Regions from separate parts of the Mus musculus genome. Here all the other regions are linked to region 2. The links are chromatin contacts, called in public Hi-C, HiChIP or PLAC-seq and promoter capture Hi-C maps. All regions are on one chromosome and are shown on one strand. Each heading gives the region's core, a stretch centred on a gene start, on an enhancer-like site or on the middle of the called end of the contact. The rest is flanking DNA. Distances are from core to core; before and after follow the strand shown.

The links. Promoter capture Hi-C pulls out the DNA fragments that hold promoters and counts their contacts. A called contact is a pair of places that touch in the nucleus more often than the background predicts. HiChIP or PLAC-seq counts read pairs in DNA pulled down with a chosen protein or histone mark.
Region 1: a contact with region 2 is called in a promoter capture Hi-C map of liver, with 5 times the contacts expected there. The contact joins the enhancer-like site here to the promoter of Maf in region 2. A contact is called at or near these places in 5 of 39 promoter capture datasets (3T3-L1-derived adipocytes, embryonic stem cells, hippocampal neurons and 2 more), 6 of 115 datasets of contacts at active chromatin or transcription factors (bone marrow-derived macrophages, embryonic limb bud, embryonic stem cells and 3 more) and 1 of 9 other capture datasets (pancreatic islet).
Region 3: a contact with region 2 is called in an H3K4me3 HiChIP or PLAC-seq map of bone marrow-derived macrophages, with 6 times the contacts expected there. The contact joins the enhancer-like site here to the promoter of Maf in region 2. A contact is called at or near these places in 2 of 39 promoter capture datasets (embryonic stem cells and pre-B cells), 1 of 15 datasets of contacts at CTCF or cohesin (large pre-B cells), 3 of 484 Hi-C or Micro-C datasets (B cells, large pre-B cells and pro-B cells) and 13 of 115 datasets of contacts at active chromatin or transcription factors (SST interneurons, astrocytes, bone marrow-derived macrophages and 8 more).
Region 4: an H3K4me3 HiChIP or PLAC-seq map of neural tube shows a contact between it and region 2, with 6 times the contacts expected there. The contact joins the enhancer-like site here to the promoter of Maf in region 2. A contact is called at or near these places in 5 of 39 promoter capture datasets (cranial neural crest, embryonic stem cells, hippocampal neurons and 1 more), 1 of 15 datasets of contacts at CTCF or cohesin (stem cell-derived epiblast-like cells), 13 of 484 Hi-C or Micro-C datasets (adipose-derived mesenchymal stem cells, embryonic stem cells, liver and 4 more), 18 of 115 datasets of contacts at active chromatin or transcription factors (VIP interneurons, astrocytes, craniofacial prominence and 12 more) and 2 of 9 other capture datasets (adipose tissue and embryonic stem cells).
Region 5: a contact with region 2 is called in an H3K27ac HiChIP or PLAC-seq map of thymic regulatory T cells, with 15 times the contacts expected there. The contact joins the enhancer-like site here to the promoter of Maf in region 2. A contact is called at or near these places in 3 of 39 promoter capture datasets (the HPC-7 cell line, cranial neural crest and pre-B cells), 1 of 15 datasets of contacts at CTCF or cohesin (large pre-B cells), 2 of 484 Hi-C or Micro-C datasets (CD4 T cells and bone marrow-derived dendritic cells), 14 of 115 datasets of contacts at active chromatin or transcription factors (astrocytes, bone marrow-derived macrophages, craniofacial prominence and 10 more) and 3 of 9 other capture datasets (adipose tissue, embryonic stem cells and liver).
Region 6: a Hi-C map of uterus shows a contact between it and region 2, with 4 times the contacts expected there. The contact joins the enhancer-like site here to the promoter of Maf in region 2. A contact is called at or near these places in 7 of 39 promoter capture datasets (the 3T3-L1 cell line, the C10 cell line, the HPC-7 cell line and 4 more), 1 of 15 datasets of contacts at CTCF or cohesin (pro-B cells), 5 of 484 Hi-C or Micro-C datasets (bone marrow-derived dendritic cells, cortical neurons and uterus), 14 of 115 datasets of contacts at active chromatin or transcription factors (SST interneurons, T-cell acute lymphoblastic leukemia, astrocytes and 10 more) and 4 of 9 other capture datasets (adipose tissue, embryonic stem cells, liver and 1 more).
Region 7: a contact with region 2 is called in an H3K27ac HiChIP or PLAC-seq map of regulatory T cells, with 9 times the contacts expected there. The contact joins the enhancer-like site here to the promoter of Maf in region 2. A contact is called at or near these places in 6 of 39 promoter capture datasets (the 3T3-L1 cell line, the HPC-7 cell line, HPC-7-derived erythroid cells and 3 more), 1 of 484 Hi-C or Micro-C datasets (bone marrow-derived macrophages), 22 of 115 datasets of contacts at active chromatin or transcription factors (T-cell acute lymphoblastic leukemia, Th17 cells, astrocytes and 16 more) and 4 of 9 other capture datasets (adipose tissue, embryonic stem cells, liver and 1 more).

Annotation. Positions count from the first base shown.
Region 1 is chr8:116,333,023-116,336,191 of GRCm38.p6, forward strand. All of the region lies in intron 2 of Gm31278 (a long non-coding RNA gene), which reads right to left. Among named protein-coding and RNA genes, the nearest start is that of Gm31278, 18 kb to the right of the region's middle. Within about 2 kb of position 1,264, at least 6 of the 459 cell types and tissues checked have an H3K27ac peak or open chromatin away from gene starts, as enhancers often do. A contact at or near this core is called in liver, where this site is marked.
Region 2 is chr8:115,705,541-115,708,489 of GRCm38.p6, forward strand. It overlaps Maf (avian musculoaponeurotic fibrosarcoma oncogene homolog), which reads right to left and starts at 1,354. Exons shown (of 1, transcript NM_001025577.2): 1 at 1-1,354. The coding sequence starts at 1,323. The coding sequence ends at 211.
Region 3 is chr8:116,476,563-116,479,818 of GRCm38.p6, forward strand. No RefSeq gene overlaps it. Among named protein-coding and RNA genes, the nearest start is that of Dynlrb2, 27 kb to the right of the region's middle. Within about 2 kb of position 1,944, at least 21 of the 459 cell types and tissues checked have an H3K27ac peak or open chromatin away from gene starts, as enhancers often do. A contact at or near this core is called in B cells and bone marrow-derived macrophages, where this site is marked.
Region 4 is chr8:116,383,555-116,386,874 of GRCm38.p6, forward strand. No RefSeq gene overlaps it. Among named protein-coding and RNA genes, the nearest start is that of Gm31278, 33 kb to the left of the region's middle. Within about 2 kb of position 1,302, at least 45 of the 459 cell types and tissues checked have an H3K27ac peak or open chromatin away from gene starts, as enhancers often do. A contact at or near this core is called in adipose tissue, adipose-derived mesenchymal stem cells, embryonic basal ganglia and 3 more, where this site is marked.
Region 5 is chr8:115,045,024-115,048,148 of GRCm38.p6, forward strand. All of the region lies in intron 8 of Wwox (WW domain-containing oxidoreductase), which reads left to right. Among named protein-coding and RNA genes, the nearest start is that of Gm39257, 85 kb to the left of the region's middle. Within about 2 kb of position 1,583, at least 30 of the 459 cell types and tissues checked have an H3K27ac peak or open chromatin away from gene starts, as enhancers often do. A contact at or near this core is called in regulatory T cells and thymic regulatory T cells, where this site is marked.
Region 6 is chr8:115,024,041-115,027,432 of GRCm38.p6, forward strand. All of the region lies in intron 8 of Wwox (WW domain-containing oxidoreductase), which reads left to right. Among named protein-coding and RNA genes, the nearest start is that of Gm39257, 64 kb to the left of the region's middle. Within about 2 kb of position 1,856, at least 4 of the 459 cell types and tissues checked have an H3K27ac peak or open chromatin away from gene starts, as enhancers often do. A contact at or near this core is called in uterus, where this site is marked.
Region 7 is chr8:115,063,547-115,066,900 of GRCm38.p6, forward strand. All of the region lies in intron 8 of Wwox (WW domain-containing oxidoreductase), which reads left to right. Among named protein-coding and RNA genes, the nearest start is that of Gm39257, 100 kb to the left of the region's middle. Within about 2 kb of position 1,390, at least 8 of the 459 cell types and tissues checked have an H3K27ac peak or open chromatin away from gene starts, as enhancers often do. A contact at or near this core is called in regulatory T cells, where this site is marked.

The DNA of each region.
Region 1 (3,169 bases), core at 14-2,513, 630 kb after region 2:
AAGAGAATGTCAAAATAGATTTTTAAAAATGAAGACTGACCCATGTGCTGTCTATTAAGAAACGTGTCTTAAACGTAAGGCTGTAGAGAACATGAAATTCAATAAATGTTAAAACTAAACCAGATGGTGGCAGCTACATCCAACAGAATAAACAACAAATATTTACAAAGATAGAAATGGGCATGTCTTAGTTGAGAGAAAGGAACAAATTTATCAAGGACATATATCTATGGTCTCTCTCTCTCTCTCCCTACACACACACACACACACACACACACACACACACACACACACACACACACACCTAATAACAGATTCAAAACACAAGGACTGGGAAGTTATTAGAAACTCTTAACTTCCAAAAAGAAATTCTGGCCGCCATTACCATGAGGTAGTGACCCATGTACACTCTCCATGCAGTGGAATGGAGAGCACTGGCCTCATATCTGACTTCTGTGTAGACTCAGGTCTGGTCTAACAGCCTGTGTCCACAACAGATTTGATGAGATTTAGACTATGTCTTTTAGTTCTTTTTGAACCATAGAGAAAAATAGTTTAGTATCCTTTGGGATAACCAAGAAGCTGAAATAGTGCCAATGGCAGCCACCCTGATTTATGAGAAAGAGACCAATATAAAGGAAAGGAAAGCTAAGAAAAAGGTCTTATCATTATTGCTATACCCTCTAGATCGAACATAACTCCTGGGCTGTTCTGCCCCATTTACTAATAAACCTCCTTCATTGTATTATGTTGACTGAAGTAAGAAACATTTGTCTTATCCAGACCTGAGAGTACGTATAAATACATTGCACCAACCCCTCTGCAGACACACAAGGCACCAATAATCTTTGTCCTTAGTCATGGATCCACAATTGAAGAATAAGGTACATGTATTTGGCAGGTGAGAAGAGAGTCAATCCCTCGGGTGGGTGAGACGTGGCTCTAAGAATCGCTGTCCCCATGTGAAATACCCTCCTCACAAGTGTCCTAAGAGGTCCTTGCTTCCTGTGGTCATTCTTATCAGATGGTGAAATGGTGATGTAAATCAGGATGAGTCCTGAGCTGGCCAGCTGAGGCGACTCAGTTCCTGTTCTAGGAAGCATGAGCGCAGTCAATGAGGTGAGGGCCTGGAATACAGAAGAAGGCTGATGAGGTCGGGTGGGTTGAGAGTCTCCATGTCACCAGACAGGGTAGTACAGGGCCAATGGGTGACACTCTGGCCCGACTCTGAGTCTGCAGCTGCCAGTAAATCAATGAGGGCAGTATTTTCAGAAAGGCAATTAGACACTTGGCCTTGTTGGCACAGCCTGGCAGCTTCCAAGCCAGCAGAGGCCACAGAATGGTAGAGTTGCCCTATGAGGACTGTTTGTTAAGGGATCTGGTTCTGTCCTGGCATGGCAAGGGTGAGAAGAGAAATTATCTGGTATGGATGGAGCTGATTGAGATGGAAGAGAAGAGAAATAATCAGGACACAGGGCAGAGTCATAGACAGGAGATGACCTGCTCTGCATTTGGGTAGCAAAGAAGCATCTACTCTTGGTGGAGAAGGCACCATGAAAGAAGAGAGATGGAAAACTATTGTCAAGTGTGCTGGGCGAGCCCTTGACCATGTTCTGAGCTTCAAGTCCATTGTTTGCCTCCACCAAGCCTGAGAAAACATCCCCAGTGAGATTTTCCTGGAGTGTAGAACACAGGCAGTTTTAAGCTGCCCAACATAGATGCTAAAAAAACTATAAACTCATGTCCTTTGGAAGAGCAGGAGTCACTCTTAACCATTGAGTTAAGCCAGCTTTGCAGCACAGTCTTACATGTCTTTATGACTGCTTACTTTAACTCAATAAGGTCCAAAGAACATACAGGTTCAAACTTAAAATCCTGCCCAAGGTCAGAGGCCCAAAGGAGGGAAAGCCTGGTGTTCTCCCCACATGCTGAGCCTAGATTTCAAGTGCTGTGGAGGCCTCTCTTATCATCTTATCACTGATCGGCCCTGCTGCAGCCTCTTGCCCGGCATGGCAGGCAGTTATCCAACTTGAAGAAGGGCCAAAGAGAAAGTATCCCCTTAGCAGATGCCACCAAGACCTTTGTCCCCGTTACAACAGTTGTACCAGGGTGTGTGCATATATGCATATATGTGTGCACATGTGTGTATGTGTGCATATGTGTGTGTGTGCTGGCGCACATTGAGGGGGTGTAGTCTAGAATTTGAACAGCAATAAGTACGTAAAGCTCCCTGAGAAATCTTTCAGAGGCAGTAAGCCTCAAAGCACCAAGTCAAGCCAACTATTTTATAGAGATCTTAGCATTGGCTTTCCCTGCTCAGCTCCAGAGCCTACATATGTTCTTCCAATTCTTCCCCACCCTTCTGCATCTACTCCCTCCCTCACTCACTCACTCACTCCCTCCCTCACTCACTCACTCCCTCACTCCCTCACTCCCTCACTCACTCTCTCACTCCCTCACTCACTCCCTCACTCCCTCACTCACTCACTCCCTCACTCCCTCACTCCCTCACTCACTCCCTCACTCCCTCACTCCCTCACTCCCTCACTCACTCTCTCACTCCCTCACTCACTCTCTCACTCCCTCACTCCCTCACTCACTCCCTCACTCCCTCACTCCCTCACTCACTCACTCACTCCCTCACTCCCTCACTCCCTCACTCACTCTCTCACTCCCTCACTCACTCCCTCACTCCCTCACTCACTCACTCACTCCCTCACTCCCTCCCTCACTCACTCCCTCACTCCCTCACTCCCTCCCTCCCTCACTCCCTCACTCACTCTCTCACTCCCTCACTCACTCTCTCACTCCCTCACTCCCTCACTCACTCACTCCCTCCCTCCCTCACTCACTCCCTCACTCCCTCACTCACTCTCTCACTCCCTCACTCACTCCCTCACTCCCTCACTCACTCACTCACTCACTCCCTCACTCCCTCACTCACTCCCTCACTCACTCACTCCCTCACTCACTCTCTCACTCCCTCACTCACTCCCTCACTCACTCCCTCCCTCACTCACTCACTCCCTCATTCACTCTCTCACTCCCTCACTCACTCCCTCACTCCCTCACTCACTCCCTCACTCACTCACTCCCTCACTCACTCACTCACTCACTCACTCACTCACTGTGTATGTGCCAGTGTGTATGTCAGTGTGTAGAGGTCAGA
Region 2 (2,949 bases), core at 104-2,603:
CACAAGCTTGGTGTGTGTGTGTGTGTGTGTGTGTGTGTGTGTGTGTGTGTGTGTGTGTGTGTCTGTTCAGGGCCAAGGGGAGCAAACTCGCCAGGGGAGGGGGCGAGGTGGTGGCCGAGCGAGCTTGGCCCTGCAACTAGCAAGCCCACTCAGGAGCGGGACCCCCACGGAGCATTTAACAAGGTGGCTAGCTGGGATCGCGTGTCACACTCACATGAAAAATTCGGGAGAGGAAGGGTTGTCGCTGCTCGAGCCGTTTTCTCGGAAGCCGTTGCTCACCAGCTTCTCGTATTTCTCCTTGTAGGCGTCCCTTTCGCGCACCAGCCTGGAGATCTCCTGCTTGAGGTGGTCTACCTGCTGCAGCAGCTGGTTCTTCTCCGACTCCAGGACGTGTCTCTGCTGCACCCTCTTGAAGCGGCAGGACTGGGCATAGCCGCGGTTTTTCAGGGTCCGCCTCTTCTGCTTCAGTCGGATCACCTCCTCCTTGCTGACCCCGCGCAGCTGCCGGTTCAGCTCGCGCACCGACATGGTCACCAACTGCTCGTCCGAGAAGCGGTCGTCGAAGTGCAGGCCGCCCGCGGCATGGTGCGGGTGCAGGGCGCCCCCCGCCCCCGCCGTGCCCCCGCCGCCGCCTCCGCCGCCGCCGCCCCCGGCGCTGGCCGGGCCACCGCCGCCCGCGCCACCCGCGCCGCTCGCAGAGGCAGACGCGCCGCCCGCGGCTCCCGGGGCGCCGGCCGTCGGATGGTGGTGGTGCCCCGCGGCGTGGTGGTGGTGGTGATGGTAGTGGGGTGCCGCGCCGCTCTGCGCGGCGGCCGCGGCGATCACGGCGGACACCACGGCGGCGGCGGGGCCCATCTCCTCGCCGCTGCCGCCCAGGGAGGCGCCGGCGCCGGCCCCCGCTGCCGCGGCCAGCTGCTGCGCTCCCCGCGCATAGCCATCGAAGCCACCCTGGAGCTGGTGGCTGTTGCTGATGAGCGCCTCGACCGCGTCCTCCGGGCTGAAGCCCAGCGCCTCCGGGTTGAGCTGCTGCGGGTAGCCGGTCATCCAGTAGTAGTCTTCCAGGTGCGCCTTCTGTTCGCTGCCCGAGCCCGGGCTGGGCGCCGAGAAGCTGGGGGACGGGGGCACCGAGCTGCAGGGCGTGCTCATGGGGGTGGAGGACAGCGAGCCCCCGGCGATGAGACGGCCGCACTGGCTGATGATGCGGTCGGTCTCCACCGGTTCCTTTTTCACTTCAAACTTCATCAGATCGAAGTCATTAACATATTCCATGGCCAGGGGACTGGTGGGCAGGTCGGAATTGTTCATTGCCAGTTCTGAAGCCATCCTCCTGCCTCCGCCGCCACCGCCGCCGCCGCTCCGCCAGATGGGCTGCAGGAGAGGGGCCAGCGGGCTGTGCTGGGTGGCCAGCGGGTGAGCCAGCTTGCCGGGCTAGGGCGCTTCTAGCTTGCGCGGCGGTGGCTGTGGCCCGAAAGCTCGAACGTGCACACACCCCCCGCCCTGCCCGCAGCCCCCCGCGCCCGCCCTCCCTCCCCCTGCTCACGCCAATGTGCTCTCTCTCTTTCTCTCTCTTGCTCTCTCGCTCTCTCTCCTCCGCTCGCCCCGGGCCCCCTCCTCGCCTGCTCGCCTCCCTGAGCTCCGATCCCGGGCGCTTCAGGCTCGGGAAGGTCCTCCGCGGCTGGCGGTGACGGTGGTGATGACAGCGGCAGAGAGGATGCCGGAGGAGCACGGCCCGGTGCGCGGCGTCCCCGGCTCGCCGCTCCGCTGCGCGCTTTGCATAAGGAGGGCTCGCCTAAGCCGGCCGGGCTGCAGGCGGGGCGCGCGCGGAGGCTGCTCCGGGGCTGTGTGGCGCGGCGGGTGGCTGTCCCGGAGGCGCCGGCCTCCACACCGGAGTGGTTAACACTTCACGCTTCTCTCCTCTTCTGCCTGGCTCTTATGGTTACTATTATTATTTTCTTTTCTCTCTCCGGATCCCTCGCGTGCGCGCGCTCTCTCTCTCTCTCTCTCTCTCTCTCACCCTCTCCCTCCGTGCAAAGTGCAAGACCGAGGTGCAGGCCGGCTGGAGGCAAGGGAGGGGGGAGTTAAGTTCTTTCTTCCCCCACTTTTTTTCTTTTGGTTTTGGTTTTTCTTTTCTTTTCTTTTTTTCTTTCTTATTATTTTTTTAAAGCAAAATTGCAAGTCCTGGGCCAAGGCAAAGCCGAGAGCAAAAGGGTTGGGGGGAGAGGCCGAGCGGACGAGCAGCCCGAGCTACAGCTCCAAGATGAAAAGAGATTTTAAAGCCTCTGATCCCAGCGAGAAGAGTTTAAAGCAATTGCTGAGTTTTATAGCACCCGTGACGTCAGGCTCAAATGGGAAATTGACTGGCACTCTCCGCCAATGGGAGGCGGCGAGAGCGGCAGCGATTAGCATAATAGTATAGAAACAAGGAAACTTTTCGGAGCTGTCAATCACAGCCCAATCAGCTGACTGTCAGCTGGGACAGGTTTGCTTAACCCTTGCGGCGCTGCTACTGGGGCGCAGCCAGGGAGCAACACCCCCCACCACCGGCCGGTGCGAAGTTTAGTGCACCAGGGGACAGAGTTTACTAAAAGGGCGGCTGGAATCCGGTAGGACCCGGGAGGATGGTTTGCTTTCCTCGGAGTTCGAGAGAGGCCTGCCCGGCTGAACCGCAGCTCTCATGCTGCAGAGATCCGCCAGAACTCCCCTGTCCCCTGCCGGTCCCGCACCCTGACAACGTGCATTTATTTGTCTTGCAGTTTTCGATCTTTGATCCATCCTCTGCATCTTTCGTGGCTGTTGATGGGGGTAGCCGAGTGCTTTCCTTCCTTGAATCTGACGCTCCAGGGGCCCAACTTGACTGAACTCTTTGTCCCTCTCTGCAAGTGAGGTGATCAGATGGGGGCGCCAAGGGTGCGGGGACCCAGAATGCGCGCGGGGATCAGTGAGCAGTGC
Region 3 (3,256 bases), core at 694-3,193, 770 kb after region 2:
TCAAAATCTTGGCTTCCCACCTACTAAGAGAGACACAGACTAATACAGAGTAAGTGTTATTATACAGGAGACAGGATTATAATCAAACCATATTTCTCTCCCCTTTTTGGTTATAGACATCCGTGGTGGTTTAATGAGACGTCCCTGACAGGTTAGACATTTCAATACTTGGTCCGCAGTTGGTGATGCTATTTATGAAGGACATGGTGAGGAGATAGATGGGGGGGGGGTGGCTTTGAGAGTTCATAGCCTTACCTCACTTCTGGTTTCGTCCCTCTGCTTCGTGAGTTCAGTAAAGCACCCAGCCTCCCAACTTCCACTCTTGACCCCCGAATGTTGTATCAATGTGGCAGACTCTCTCTCCAGAACGAGAAGCCCAAATAAATCCTTTCTATACATTGCCTCAAACATGCTCTTTTACCACAGCAATGGGAAAACAAAAAAAAAAAACAAACAAAAAAAACCCACTAATTCTAGAACAGAGCATTTTAAGATGTATTTTCTCTAATCTATTTACATCACAAATTTTTTTTCAGAGCTGAGGACCGAACCCAGGGCCTTGCGCTTGCTAGGCAAGCGCTCTACCATTGGGTGAAATCCCCAACCCTTACATCACAAATTTTAAGTCTCTATGTTTACATACCACACATATATTTATGCTTCATACATAAAAGGATTTTTATCTCCCCCTTGGCCAATCTTTTTGACCCCCTGACAACAGCCCATTGAGAATGCATTTACAGAGATCCATTGAAGGGACAATGGCAGGACAGAGATGTGGGTAGATTTATTGGGAAGTTCGGGGGGACAAACAAGGGAGTGGCAGTTGGGTATGGTTTTGAAGAGTCATAAGAGTTTGCCTGGACTGGAGAGATGGCTCAGTGGTTAAGAGCACTGACTGCTCTCCAGAGGTCCGGAGTTCAATTCCCAGCAACCACATGATGGCTCACAACCATCTGTAATGGGGTCCGATGCCCTCTTCTGGTGTGTCTGAAGACAGCAACAGTGTACTCATATAAATAGCCACTGTGTTTGTGAAGCAAGGTATGTACTCTGAGATCTCCAGGTCCATAATACATGGAGCTGATCATTTAAAGTAGGAATTTTAGCCTAATTTCACTTCCAAAATGTCTCTTAGAAAGAATCCTGGAACCCTTAGTGAGTGCCAGGGGACTTGGTGAGCAGAAGCAAAAACAGTGAGTTGGTAAAGGTGGATATTTGGATTCCTTCACTTCAGCCTAGGTCTCAGGTGGGAAGTGATAAATAACGGAGTACACATTGGCTGTAGCTCATCTAACACACACACACACACACACACACACACACACACACACACACAAATTCCAATACCACCCAAAGCAAGGCATGAAAGTTCTCATTAATACACAGCACGGAGCTCTCAGCACCTAGTCCCAAGGGTGAAAACACCACTGAAAATCCAGTTCTTCTCAAAGCTCAGCATGCAACACCACCTCGTGTATGATCATAAAAGGCAGCCTGAGCTTAGATTTTTTAGATAAACACAGAGCTGCCAGTGAACCACGAGGCCAGCATCAGCTTCCGGTGAGACCAGGTTTCCTGTGGGACGCCTGGCATTTCCCAGTCCAGCTGATCGACAGATGGCCACACCCTATCTCTTGGGGAACTTTCTGGTTTCCTGTCTTCTCTCTTAGTTTCGTCGTATTTCCCATTTATGCAACAATGGGCATGCCCCATCTATTTGTTCTTAAATTAATGTTGCGGTTCTTTTTCCTAGGCTCAAGGAAGGTTAGGATTTTTGACAACCATGAATCTTTGTTCAAGATTTAGGGATGAGAGGTCTAGATAAAGCAAGAACCACAACCACCAAAAAGTCCTCTGCGATCATACATCTCTACTCCATGGACACAGACGTTTGTGCAAACGGAGAGTGTGGGCTGTGCACTTCCATAACCGCACCATTCTAGAGCTTCCAGGCTGGAGTACGATGGCCACCACCTTAAAACAAAAAGATGCCCTCCCAAGGTGCCTCCTCTTCCAAGGAAAAGAACTGCTTGCTCTTTGATGGTGCATTCTCCATCCAGTTGCCTGGCCTCTCTCGCACAATGAAGAAGAACCGGTTGGCCACCAGGATATTTACCCAGGATGCTTTGAAAATCATCTAAGAGGGATTCATGCAGTCAAGTGCCTATCACACCAGCATGAGAACCCCAGTTCAATCCCCACTTAGAAGCCAGGCTCATGAACTAGAGAGATGGTTCAGGACTGAGGCACACTTCCTGTTTTTCTGCAAGACCTATGTTCAGTGCCCAGCACACACATCAGGGCCATCAACTACAGGGGATTCACTGCCCCCTTTTGGCCCCTGTGAGTACTGCACCATGGATACAATCCTATAAGCAGGCTGTCATAAACATAATTTTTTTAAAAAAATGATCTTGGGTATTCTAAGATTCTGAGATAATATCCACTTATCAGTGAGTGCATACCATGTGTGTTCTTTTGTGGTTGGGTTACCTCACTCAGGTTAATATCTTCCAGATCCATCCATTTGCTTAAGAATTTCATGAAGTCATTGTTTTTAATAGTTGCGTAGTACTCCATTGTGTGAATGTACCATATTTTCTGTATCCATTCCTCTGTTGAGGGACATCTGGCTTCTTTCCAGCTTTTGGTTATTATAAATAAGGCTGCTATGAACATAGTGGAGCATGTGTCCTTATTACATGTTGGAACACCTTCTGGGTACAGCTGGGTCCTCCGGTAGTACCATGTCCAATTTTCTGAGGAACCACAGAACTGACTTCAAGAGTGGTTGTACCAGCTTGCAGTCCCACCAACAATGGAGGAGTGTTCCTCTTTCTCCATATCCTCACCAGCATCTGCTATTACCTGACTTTTTTATCTTAGCCATTCTGACTGGTGTGAGGTGGAATCTCAGGGTTGTTTCGATCTGCATTTCCCTGGGATCCATCCCATATGCAGTTACCAAACCCAGACACTATTGTGGATGCCAACAAGTGCTTGCTGACAGGAGCCTGATATAGCTGTCTCCTGAGAGGCTCTGCCAGTGCCTGACAACTATAGAGGTGGATGTTCTCAGCCAACCATTGGACTGAGCACAGGGTCCCCAATGGAGGAGCTAGAGAAAGGACCTGAGGAGCTGAAGGAGTTTGCAGCCCCATAGGAGGAACAATAATATGAACTAACCAGTATCTCCAGAGTTACCAGGGACTAAACCACCAACCAAAAAGTACACATGGAGGGACCCATGGCT
Region 4 (3,320 bases), core at 52-2,551, 680 kb after region 2:
AAAAACCAAAAAAACAAACTCCTCACTCTCACTGCACCCCTCCCCCGGAAAGGCTCGCCTACCCCACCCCACCCCCACCAGCCCTTGTAACTGGTCTTGTTCCAGAGGGAGAGGTCTGTGGTTGTTCCTGCCAAGGCAGAGCTCTTGGTAAGGCAGCAATCAGGGCTGGACACACAGCTGTGGCCTTTCTTGCTCTGAGCAGCTCGGATGCTCCCTGGAGCTTGGGAGTGGATAGAAAAGGCTGAAGGACACTCCTGCTCTCTAAAGAGACCCTGGACACCAACCCTGGCGTTAGGTTAGTCTGAATGTAAATGTAGCAACAGATGCATCTCCTCGGGGGGGGGGGGGGGGGGGGGGGGGGGGAATGGGAAGTCCTGACTCAATTATGTAGGGTAGTGGGTCTGATGAGAAGGAGGAGGGCCCATGAACAACTCCACCCTACACCCCAGCACACACTCCTGCCCCCTCCAACCCCCAATGCTTTAAGCCAGAGTTTGTAAGCACTAAGCTAGAGCACACAGCAGCAGCTCAGATCCCCTCTTTGTGGCACAGGCGGGAGGGAGGGATCCAGATGTGGATTTTGAGATTGCCATTTGGGGTGTGTCTTGGGGGCTAAGTGCCATGAAGACGCGCGGCACCCCTGCGGTTTTATGACCATGCTTAGCAATGAGTGATTGGCCTGTTCGGCTCTGCAGAAGAGGTCCAGGCCTCCAGGCTTGACAGTGCAGGCTCCTCCCCGGGGCCCAGCTGGGCTGAGTGGAAGCACAGCCTTCCTCTTGCCCTCCGAAGCCTCCTTCCATTTCCACAGAAGGGCTTCTCAGACAGAGGCCTCTGCTGCAGGTAACCACGGGCCTCTTTCTCTTCACAGCGCTTCTCTGCAACCACAAACATGTATGTTTTTTGATAAAACTCCGAAAATTGTACTAGACCCTGGGGGATCCCAGTGGCAAGGTGGGTGTTGAGAGACGAGACCCAGCTACTCTAGAGGTAGCCTGTGCTGTTTGTAACAATTACAGTAATACACCTGAACCCCCATTGTCGACACGGCCCGCCACTCGGGGGCTCATTAGTATTGTATTAGGGCTGCGTGGGGAAACAGATAATGGCCCATAATGAAAAATGCCAAATTTTCTATATAATAAAAATGAACTTGATTAATGGAAATCACTTTCGGGGAAAGAGTTACAGCGTGGTTAGAAATAAAAAATGATGTATTAATCCGACATTCTTACAGATGGTCCCAACCTCCTGACAACTGCTATTCATTTGAGATGCCATTAGCATGCATAATTATGCTAATTAAGTTGTAATTAAGCACCAATTCTTCGGAGGGCTTTTTTTGTCTATCATTCGCTACAACTCTATTGCTTAGAGTGCTTAAAGGCTTTGTGCTGGGTTCCATTCAAAGGGGGCTCCCAAATTTCTTAGGCAAGATTGAGCAGCTGAAGCAGGAATGAAAGATAAGATCGTTGTTTTGGTTAAAGAAAAGTCAGTAAATACCAGCGGGGTCTGCCAGTTGTTGATAAAATAATGAACGCTTTCCGCTAAAATAAGCGTAGTTCAACCCGGGGCAATTACAATGAGAACAGAATGTATCGTTATGGGTCGCCGTAAAACCATTGTCAAAATACAGTGGTGGGTTTTAGTCCTTTCATTTAAAGAAAGGGGGACTTAAGGGGTACATTCAATAAGAAATAATTCAGGAAAAGTGTCTTTCGATATTTTATTTAAAGGAACATAAATCGGAAGCTAAAGATACCTCCGGGGAGGGGGGGCGGGGCTTGGGGAGGCAGAGACCAACTCTCTGCTTCCAAGCGCTGAAGGAATGAACCTTGTAAGTACATCATAAACCAGAGCACTCAAGCAAGCTGGGATCTTTGTTTCAAAAATCTGCGGAGGGAAAGGTAGACTTTTCCCCAAGGATGCTGTAAAAACCAGCCATTTGACAATTTAACAATCAACGTCCGTCTGCCGACTTGACCGATTTCTACTTTTGTTCTCCAGGCAATTATGGTGTGTTTTAAGACGCAGGCTAGAGTTTCGTTGTGTTGCGGTTTTCTGCATCTTTCATCGGCAAGGGAGCCCGTAACAGTCCTGGAGCTTAAAACAAAGGAGGCGCATGGACAGCACTAGCTGGGCACATCCGCTTGAGGACAGAAAGCTGTCAGGAGCCCTTGCCATGGGCGCTAAACAGCTCACCCTCTTCCTCTCAATAGATTCTTCTCCCATGGGCCAAAGAGCCACAATCCAGAGAGATGCTAGCTAACTTACAGATGCTCTTACGCTGCCTAATTTTGACTTTAACTGGCTTTAAAGATAAGGAGCCCGGATCATTGCTCGTTATAGCCAATGGCCGTGTGGCACGGGGGCAGTATGTGCCTTGGTAGAGAAACTGCTTTACAGGGAACTTTGATGGGCTGTCTGGTGCCTGTTGTAGGCCTATTTGCCCTCTCTCTCCTAACAATGATGATATATATATATATAGTCTGGGAGATATCTTGGTTGGTAAAGTGGTTCCTGCAAGCCTGAGGACCTGAGTTCAATCCGTAGCAATGGATTAAAGAACCAGCCATGATGATGCACACTTGTAACCCAGCCTAGACAGGTGAAGAAGACAAGGGGATGGGCAGGACTCATTGCCAGGGAGCGTAGCCTACTCAGTTCCAACCTGATGAGAGACCCTGCCTCATAAAACAAGGTGGTTGGCATCTAAAGAAAGATATCTGAGGTTGATCTCTGGCCTCCACACACATGGGTGCACACACATGCACACACAGAGACATGCAAATGCACATAAAATTCCTTGAGATGAGAGTTTTGCTTTTCTTTTTCTCCCAACCTCTGCTTGAATCTGACCTTTGCATTTGGTTTAACATCAAACCTCGGAAAAACTTAGTCCACTGTGGGATGGATGCTCTGAGGCAACTGATCCTTCTGTTTAATCCTTACTTCTCTGCTTACTGTGTAGTGGAGAGGGAAGCCTCTCTAGGCTAGCTGTCCCAGAAGCCCACAGCAGCCAGCCTGAAGCTGCCTCAGGTAAGTGTTGGAGAGCATTCAGTTGCTTGGGCCGAGCATCCTCATCTGTGCAAAGGACACACACTCACTGCTCTGGACAGTTCATGTGTGACAGACAAGATCGTGCAAGGAAAGGAACAATGAGGAATGGACCACTGTGCTCCTGTGTGAGGCTTCTGCTCAATGAGAATGCCTGTGGCTACAGGGTTTCCTTGGTGCCTGGTGTTCAAATGCAGCCACTCAGTGGATGCAAACATCCTTCAAGTTCACTCTCAGGCATAAATACTCACTCTACAGCTGCTCTA
Region 5 (3,125 bases), core at 333-2,832, 660 kb before region 2:
GTGTATGTGTGTGTGTGTGTGTGTGTGTGTGTGTGTGTGTGTGCAGGTGCATATGGAGGCCAGAGGACAACCTCAGCATTCATTCCTCAGGCGCTATGACCTAAGTTTTGAGAATGGCTCTCGCTAACCACCAAGCCACAGACATCCCCATCTTCATCTCCCCAGCCGAGAGATGACAAGCTAGTACCATCATGCTCAGCTTTTTAATGTTTTTGTTTTGTTTTGTTTTGAAACCATGAGTTTCACGGAAGTTGAACACAAGTCCTCGTGCTTGTGTATTGAGCATTTTCCCAACCAACCCCCCACGGCACCCCATCTCCTATCCTGATTTTTTAGTCTGTGGAGTGATGGTCTACTTAGAGTGCCTCCCCAACTCTGAATGGGTGAGCGAGTGTTCCTGGTGTGTACACTCCTGACTTTTCAACAGTAGGAATCACCTCTAGATGTCTTCATAGTAGAGCTTGCAGAGGTAAGACCGGAGCTGCCTGCTGGGGGTGGGCTCATTTCCACCTGACTCCCAGCTCTCTCCCAGCCTCAGGAGTGAGGGGCTGGCAGCAATGGAGAGCACGCTGCTTCTCTCTGACTTCACTGGCCCACCCCTCATGTGGATGTATTGGGTTTGAAAGCTAAGTTGCATGTGTTTGTTTCCTCACGGGCTGGTCTCTCCAGTCCTGGGCTGGGGGAAGCTCTTACTTCAGCTCTAACCCAAGTGTCTGTCTGTCACCTGTCCAGATGTGATGCTTTGACAAGACATGGCTTCAGAACCCAACTGGAGGGAGAGTCTCTCCACTTCTCAACCACAAGGCAGGTGGGAAGGTCCTGAAGAGCCTTTCCCTTTCCATCCCGGGGTCTGCTTTCAATTCGGTTTGTTGCCAGTGACCTAGTTTCTTTTCGACTAAATGCAGAGACATACACTATGACTGTCAGTTCAAAGCGTCGTGTTTCAAATGTTTAAAGGCCCAGAGGCCCAGGAAGGGAAATCCCCTTTAACCTTCCACTTAACACATGGGCAGACAGAGGCCTGAACTGCTTGAGTCACCAGCTCTCGCAATGATGGTCAGAGCTGCCACAGCAGCCCCCAATTCATGGTCCTGTCCTTGTTTTTTGTGTACGTCATCTCTGTATATATTACACGAACCTGGTCTGTGTAACATGACATGTTTTCTTCCTCTTCTCTCTCCCTCCTCACCCTCCTCAGCTACTCAAGAGTCTTTCAATAGGAAACTAACTCTCTGCCCATTCAAGTTGAACCTTGCATGTCTCCACCCAAATCCCAGAGACTCACGGTTAGGATAGATTCTTTTGTTTTGTTTTGTTTTGTTTGTTTGTTTGTTTTGAGACAGGGTTTCTCTGTGTAGCCCTAGGATAGATTCTTTTAGAGAAATTTATTTCAAGGTAATACTATTAAAAAAAAAAAAAAAGAAGCACGACTTGTGGTTACACATAGAAGAAATTCAGTCAACATTCGTGGAATATCAGATAAATGAACAACAGCATCCAGCACCGGTTGTAACCACTGCAACATTCCCAAGGCTGTTTCGGTTTCTTTTAACCAGACAGTCAGAAATAATGATCTCAGCTACTGTCACAAAACAGGAAGAGACAGAATAACCCCTCCCCTCCATGGCTTTGTCCTTGTCCCTGTGACCTGGATACACTGCTGAACTTCCTGAATAACTGTGTCATGGTGGCAGGAAGTGGGAGAGGGGTGAACTGGAGCCCGATGCATGGATTAAAGGATTGTTGTCTTTATGAAGGTCCAGGGTGCATGCCGGAGGGGCCACATGGCAGGCACAGTCTTTGATGTTCACTGGGCCTCAGTACCATGGCTCCTGTGACCTCTGCCTCTGGACCAAAGCCAGTCTGCATCACTGGCTCAGCCCTAAATTGAGACTGACCATGGACAAGTTGTAGGGAAACAGCTCTGAGCAGGTTACACAGTGCAATGGTTCTGCCCTTATTTCAGGTTGCCTTCCTCAATTAACATAACACAAGCCTCTGATATTAATAAGTTGGTTATTAATTTCACCAAGAGGAAAATAACCAACAGCCTTTTAAAGGAGGGGATATCAAAGAGATGCCAGGTTGAGAGACAGTGTAGTGAATTAGCATGGTGGGTGAATGCAGAAGTACGGTACAGCACGGACCTGGCAGCCATGGCCTCGACCTCTTGACCTCTCTTTGCCTCCATTTCCTGGCTATAAATGAAAGTGAGAGGCAGCAGGATGGCTCAGTGGGTAGTGATGCTTGTGGCCAAAGCTGATGATCTGAATTTGATGGCCGGAACCCACATGTTAAAAGGAAAGCACTGACTATGGAAAGTTATCCTCTGACCACACACACACACCCAACAAACACACACACACACACCCAACACTCACACACACCCAACACACACACACCCAACACTCACACACACCCAACACACACACACCCAACACTCACACACACCCAACACACACACACACACACTGATTAAGTAAATAAATGTTAAAAAAAAAGCAACTTTGGATAACCCAAGTGGTAAGTAAAAAGCAAAACAAACAAACAACAACAAAACAAAAACCACAACAAAAAGAAAAAGAAAGGAAAGGAAAACATGTGTGCAAACGAGCACATGATGTCTGGCAAAGTATCCAGTAAATGCTCATTTTCTGTACTTTGTCCTTTTCCATACTGCACATTTGCTCGGACCCGTTACTGGAGGCTGTGTACACACCGTCCCCAGTTGATGTCTAGTCTGCCCTCCCATTGGTGGTCACCCCATCGTCTCTACTTACTGTAGACACAGGGGCCCTTCAAAGGACAGCCGTCTTCTGTTCATATAGCTGTGAACATACAGCTTGTGAAACTGTTCGACAGGCGTGCTTCTTGTGTATGTATTGTACCTGTCTGCTATGTTGTACACTCCCATGGAAAGGCTTAAAATCTGTTTTCCATAAAGAGGAAACGTTCACTAGCTGTTTCCTCCACCCAGACTCTGAATCAGAACAGAGGAGTCCTCCTGCTCCTCAGAGCTGCAGCCTTCAGGTTCACGGCCTCCTGACGCTGACTTCACGAATGCCTCTACCCAGTAGAAGTCTTAAGAACACACACATTTCCACCCTTTAGAGCACAGTCTGCGT
Region 6 (3,392 bases), core at 606-3,105, 680 kb before region 2:
GGATTCTGTGTCTCATACACAGAGCCCCAAAGCGACACCAGAGTCATGGGACTGAGAACTCACTCTTAAGTCAAAACCTTTACAGTCCTCAACAGAGTCACTATTGCTGTCTAGAGGCATTTTGGAACGGTGTAGATGCATGCTGGAGCCTCTGGACATTTAGTAGATGATGTCTACAGCTCTGTCCAGTGTCTCAATACAACACAGCTGCCCGGAAACTGAGAACACACCCCTGGGCCACGGGGCATGTATGCCAGCTGGTAAGGCTTTAACTCTGAATTCACTATTCTTCACACAGAAACACAATGTGTCTCAAGTCTCCCAGAAATGCAAACACTTTCTAAACAAGGGGAAGATTGTACTGTGTATGTCCAAAATGCCAACACTTAGGAGGCATCTTGGGAGGTTCACAACAATTTGAGCCTTGATGACGTGTGACTTGTATGTTTCAAGACTTACTGTATTCACCATTGGTGAGCACTTGCACCCTCTAGCTGCCCTCAACACCCAGGAGAACAGGTTCTTCCTATGCTCCTCAAATCTGCGTCCAGAGATGCATTGATAACACCATGGAAAGTGGCAAATATTACCCCTAAGGATGGCTCTGTCTATTCTTGATCTCCAAATAGTGGCTTCACTATGATGTTCCGGTTCCTTTTTTTTTTTTTTTTTTTTTCTGTTTATTTTATACTTCAGACTTTTTTTTTTAATCAATTTTTGGTTAGTTATATGCATAGTGGATTATGTTATTCACTAATTTCACTCCAAAACCCCAATAAAAACAACTAGACATTCTTTTTCAAATAGTTATTTTATCAATAACTCTCCATTCCCCATACTCATGCTATCTATTAACCCTCGATAAATTCCTTGGATCACACACACACACACAAAAAAAAAAGAATGAAAAGAAAACAGAAAAACAGGTGTGCAGCAGGAGAAGAGCTTGAGGATCAGAGGACGGAGGAAGGACACATAAGAGGATACTAGGGGTGATCAGAGTACATTGTACACCCACAAAACTGTGAAAGAAATAAGTAGATTCAAAAAGCATTTTAAAGTGAGTGTTTTAAAGATTTCTTTCTGGAGCTAAAGTGTGTGTTTGTGTGAGTGTATCTCACATGTGTGTGAATGCACACAGAAACCAGAAGGGAATGCCAGATCCCCTGGAGCTGTGAGCTGCCCAACATGGGTGCTATGATTTGAACTCAGTTCCTCGGGGAGACTGGGAAATACTCTCAATGGCTGATTCTCTCTCCAGGCCCATGGGAGGAAAAAAAAACTATTAAAAGACATATGGGAAAGAAAACCTTATGTACAGACATGCATGTGTACACACATGTGCACACACAAATGTAAACACATACACACCCACGCTCACACATGTCAGGACTGGCGAGACCAAGAAGCGGTGTGTTACCAAGCTGGATGTATCGTGAGCGCTGCTAACATTGCACTTATTTTTGAGACCTTGCTTTTGGCAATCATTTCTCCTCTTATTATTTTTTTTTTCCTTTTTGGCACCAAAGCACTGTTTCCACAAATAGCACATCTAATGGAGTGTGCGACTTTATTGCTGTCAGCTGCTATAACAGCAGAGGAAAATTCAATAAACACAGAAGCTAAGACGAGAACATAGAAGGACTTCCCACTCCAGAAGTTATGTATAATAACCTTTCTAGAAGATTCTCTAGTCACCCAGGAAATTCTAACTTTTTGTACTAAGAAGCCACCCTATTCAGAGCCTGGTGACAGTAGGTATTCAGCCAGGTCTTGGGGCACATTCAGGATGATTGTGACCACTGTGCTGACCTGAAGAACCACCGGTCTTCCCCACAGGGCTGAGGCTCTCCAGCTGGAGGAGATGACATAACTGTTCAATGTGCCTAAGCTTCAGGCACTAACTGTCTATGGATGCAGCAAGCTCACGACTGAAATGATATAATTCTTTGCCAGGATAACTGGGACTCTCTTTCTTCAGCAGATCAGGGTTCCAAAGTAAAGGATGAGGCATTTAAAAAAAAAAAAAAGAGCATAAATATGTGAGGACGTTAGCAAATCAAAGTAATTGAGGAGTAAAATAATTCATTCCATGCCCCTGCCTCAGCATGGCTGAAACAGCACACCATGAAGTGGCTTAACCATACCACCAAATATTTAGCCAGAGCCAAGAGCAATTTTTTATTATTATTATTTTTATATCTAGGTTTGATTTACTAACCTTCAGTGCATTCCCTATTTTTAGAGGTTGGCTCATAGTTTTCGTTTGTTTTCTTGGAAGCACTGACTCCTCCCCAGGGTTTCAGCTGTCCACTCGGTTCTTAATGGCAGAGCAACACTGAGAAGCATAATTACATTTCCTAATTATGTGTAATTAGGCAAAACCCAGATGATGTATCCAATGTGCTCCCGGAATAGCCAGGGGTCAAGGAGCGCCGGAATTCAGTAACATTTTTATAAATAAGTGCGTTAGTTAACTCTGAGGTCCAAGGTGGTACTGGATGCCTTGTAGACCAATATAATGGTTGAAATATATAGCGTTCATTTATTTAGCCAAGTAAAGCTATAATTGATTCCCTGCCTCCTTACTCTCCTCTTTCATATATATATATATATATATATATATATATATATATATATATACATACAGAGAGAGAGAGAGAGAGTTAGATTTGCTATTCTTAGTCTAAGAGGGGCCCTCTAAACTCTGAACCACAGTTCTGCTTACTGACAGCGTAAGTGATATTTATTTTTTCAAAGCCTAATCCTTTTGAAACATGGAGAAATAAATACATCCTTTTATCTACCATATGCCTGGGATGGGAAATAAATTCTTATTTTCCTACGGTGCAGTACCAGTGGGCTACAATGAATAATTTGGGCAGGTTCCCTGAAGATAATAGGGAAGCCTTCTCTATTACCAGGGATAATTATGAATCTCATAATAGAAAACATCCCGAGCCCGAACATCAATCAGGGAAGATAAACAATGGGGAATGATAGGTATACAAAAGGGAAAATGGCGTCAGCACACATGGAGGGGGAAGACCGTGGGATTCCAGCTGGGCTATAAATCATAGAGTCAAATAATTCCTACGCAATTAATATCTTCAAATTAAAACATACATTTTATTAAAAAAAGAAAAAAATGGTGGACTTTTTGAGCCAGACAACTGGCTACTTTACAAGATTAACCCAAGAACCTCAGAGCTAGTCTTGTGTGGATCTCTCCAATCTCTCCTGCCCCCAAGTTGGTTGGGACATTGTTAACAGCCCAACCATGTGTACTCATGGGATGACTGACCTCAAGCCGGTTCCCAGGGACAGACCATGGGCTGCCAAGGCCAGAGCTAATGGTGGGTGACCCTTGGGATCTCTAGAAACACTGGTTT
Region 7 (3,354 bases), core at 140-2,639, 640 kb before region 2:
GGCACTGCACTTGATTCACTGAGATGCTTTCCCGAACTCAGTCCCCAGCACTCTGTACTAGCACTTAGTATTAGCACTCAGTCCCCAGCAGTCAGTCCCAGCAAGCACTCAGTCCCCAGCACTCAGTCCCCAGAACTTTCCCTATCTTTCCTCCGAACAGGATCACTATCCCAGTATCCTTCCTTCCACACTGGCCCCGGCCCTCTTTGAATTTGACTCTCAGGTTGATGACGCCTGCCTCTGACACTGATGACACCCGTGCTGTGCCTCTTGCTTTTTATTTCTCACTTCGGAAACTGCTAAACTACACATCAATGTTGATTGAAACCTAGATTGGCAGACTACAATTGTTGTCTGTTTTAGACAGGAAAAAAAAAACCCTTTATTCTTTTATTGCTACAATGTCAGAATTGAGTATTTGTCACAGACACTGGCTCACAATCACAGAAATCATTTGCAAAGAGCTCCTTATAGATGACACTTGCCAGGTATGGTGGTGCACATTTATAATCCCTCAGAGAGGCTGAGGCAGGAGGATTATGAGTTTCAGACCCGTCTCGGTTACCTAGAAAGATGTTGTCAAGGAGAAATGATAGGGAGAAGGGGACAGAGAGGAAGACAAGGGGGGAGGGGAGGGGGAGGGAGGAAGGGAGGGAAAGAAAGAAGGGGAAGTAAGAAGGGAAAGGAAAGGCATGGGAGGGAGAAGAGAACAGAGGAGAAGGGGGAAAAGAAAAGGAGGGAGAGAAGGAGGGAGGAAGAAGAGGAGGAGAGGGAGGAGGGAAGGAGAGGGGAGGGGAGGGGTAGGAAGAGGAGGGGAGGAGAGGAGAAAGAAGGACAAGAGAGGAAAGGAAGGATAGAAAGGTCATGGAAGGAAGGGAAGGAGAGATACTTCGGGGAAGGGAGGCAGGAAGGTGAGGAGAGGAACAGAAGAGAGGGAAAGGGAAGAGAATTGCCAGCCCCTGGCGTCTACCCTGGATCCCGAGCCTGAATCCATCCTTCTAGACCCCAAGGCTCTGCAGTGAAACTGACAGGGTATGCGGGCAATGCACCCGCCATACTCTCTCAGCTCCAAATATATTCTGGTGGATAAAATAGCCAGGAGAACCGCCTCTCAGGAGAAGACATGGCTGAGTGTCAAGGTGTTACTTGGGCTGGGAGGAAAAGGAAGAAACTGTTGTTCTTTGGTCGTTTAGGCTTCAGCGAGAACGCAGTCGTTGAACGAGCACTCAGTGTGGGCAGGTGACAATTTTCCCCCTTATCTTTTGACTTTCAAGATCTTAGCTCTGCGTTTTTTTGTTTTTTTGTTTTTTTCTGTCCCACAGCCATAGCAACAGCGGTCACACAAGGTTTCCAGGCCCATCCGCACCTTCAGAGCGAGTTTCCTGTGCGGTCTCCGAGAACTTCTGTAGGCCCCTGTTAGTTTCCAGGTCCCCCCACCCCCCGGATTATTTGGATTACAATCTATGCTGTGCGGTTCTATCCCCCCCCCCCCTTCATTATCTCTTTCACATTAGGTGCTTTCTATTACCCGAGAGCATGCGTCATCACTACAGTGTGAACACAATACAGTGTGCTCATTCTCTAATTCCCACTGCAGGGATACAGGGATACGGGGACATGGGGGTCACTTTTATTTTTTTAATAAATGAGGTCAGCAGTTTTGTAGCAAATGTACACTGACACACGTTTGGTTAAAGGGGCATATTTGCCATTGAAGTATGGTTATTTAAAATTATCACAGAGAGAGAGAGAGAGAGAGAGAGAGAGAGAGAGAGAGAGAGAGACAGACAGACAGACAGACAGAGAGAGACAGAGACAGAGACAGAGAGAGAGAGGGGGGGACAGAACCTCTCACATAACTCAAGCTAGCTTCCATCTTACGCTATAGCTAACCATGACCTTGAACTTTTGCCTCCACTTCCCGAGTGTTAGAATTATACAGCCCTGCGCCTCCAGCCGGGATACATACAGTCCTGGGGGTTGAGCACAGGGCTTTATGCTGGACAAGCACTCTAGCCACCGAGCCACGTGCCCAGCCCAAGCTGTGAAAGTAAGTTTTAAACAAAACCCTATGACCAAAGATCCCTCATTGTTCTCTTCGGGAATGGCCCTCTGCTCTGATCTCCCAGGCTCCCACCAGACACTCATCCCACCCTTAGTCCCTGAGTCTTGGGCAGTTGTCCCCAGGACACAGGTCACAGTCATGGTGGCTCATCCACATTCACTTGCTAAACTGGCCTCCCAGCAGTGGGGCCGATTCAATCCCTTCCCGCCCTCTTTGCGGCCCTGACAACCCTGTCTTAACTCGAAGGGCAAAGCCAGACCAGGAGGTGCGGTGAGGGGGATGGTAGGATCCAGACTCTGTCTGCTTACTTAACTGTGGGTTCCAACTTAAGATTACTCCTTACCTGTGACGTTAGTGAAAAGCTACCTTCCCGTTCACTTTCTGTTTGTGGAAACACCAGCCTCAGCCTCATTTCAGGTATTGCTTCACAGAGAACCGGGTTTCAGATCCTTTTATCACTTCTCAATAAACACCTGTAGCTATCAGCTGCCCAGTTCTGCCCTCACACTGCCTGGCTCACAGAATCCAGCCATGAGCACTCTTTATGGTCCTTGGTCCTCAAGGCCTAAGGGAAGAGCAAACCTCATCTGTCTACATTTTTATTATATCACCAACTGTCTTCCCCAAATCCCTCAAAATGACTCTTAGTTTATGTCATAGAAAAATTGAAGAAAAAGTCCATCAAACCAGGATTGGACAAATAACGTAGTAAAGTACAAGAGGACCAATGTTTGGTCCCAGAAACCATGTTAAAAAAATCAGATGTGGTGATGGTGTGTGTATTAGCTCAGTGCTGGGAAGTAGAGAGCAAGATCAGAAGAAGATGGATCTCTGAGACTTGACAGCCAGCTGGCCTGGCTGAATCAGCAAGTCCCAGGTCCCAGTAAGGAACCCTGTCTCACAAATATGGCGCACAATACCTGAAGCCCCTGAAGTTGTTGCCAGGCTTCCACATACATGCATATGCATACGAACACTCGAATGCCCATATATCACATGCACACAGACACAGACACGTCTACAGTCAAACATACACAGACATTCCTACAATCGTGTGCACGCACACACACCCACATACAGAGACATGTCTACACCCATGCAAACACACAGGTATAGTTAACCAACATCTTCCAGTATCTTTTTTTTCTGTCATCCCCTGCTCCCTAAGTCCCACTTTTCACCTCCACTGTCCCATCTGCTAGCTGATAACAATATGCAAGCTCCCATTTAAGACCCGTTATCTACCAATCAGAGCACAAGTCTTGGCTATCTTAGAAGTTCAGGTCTCC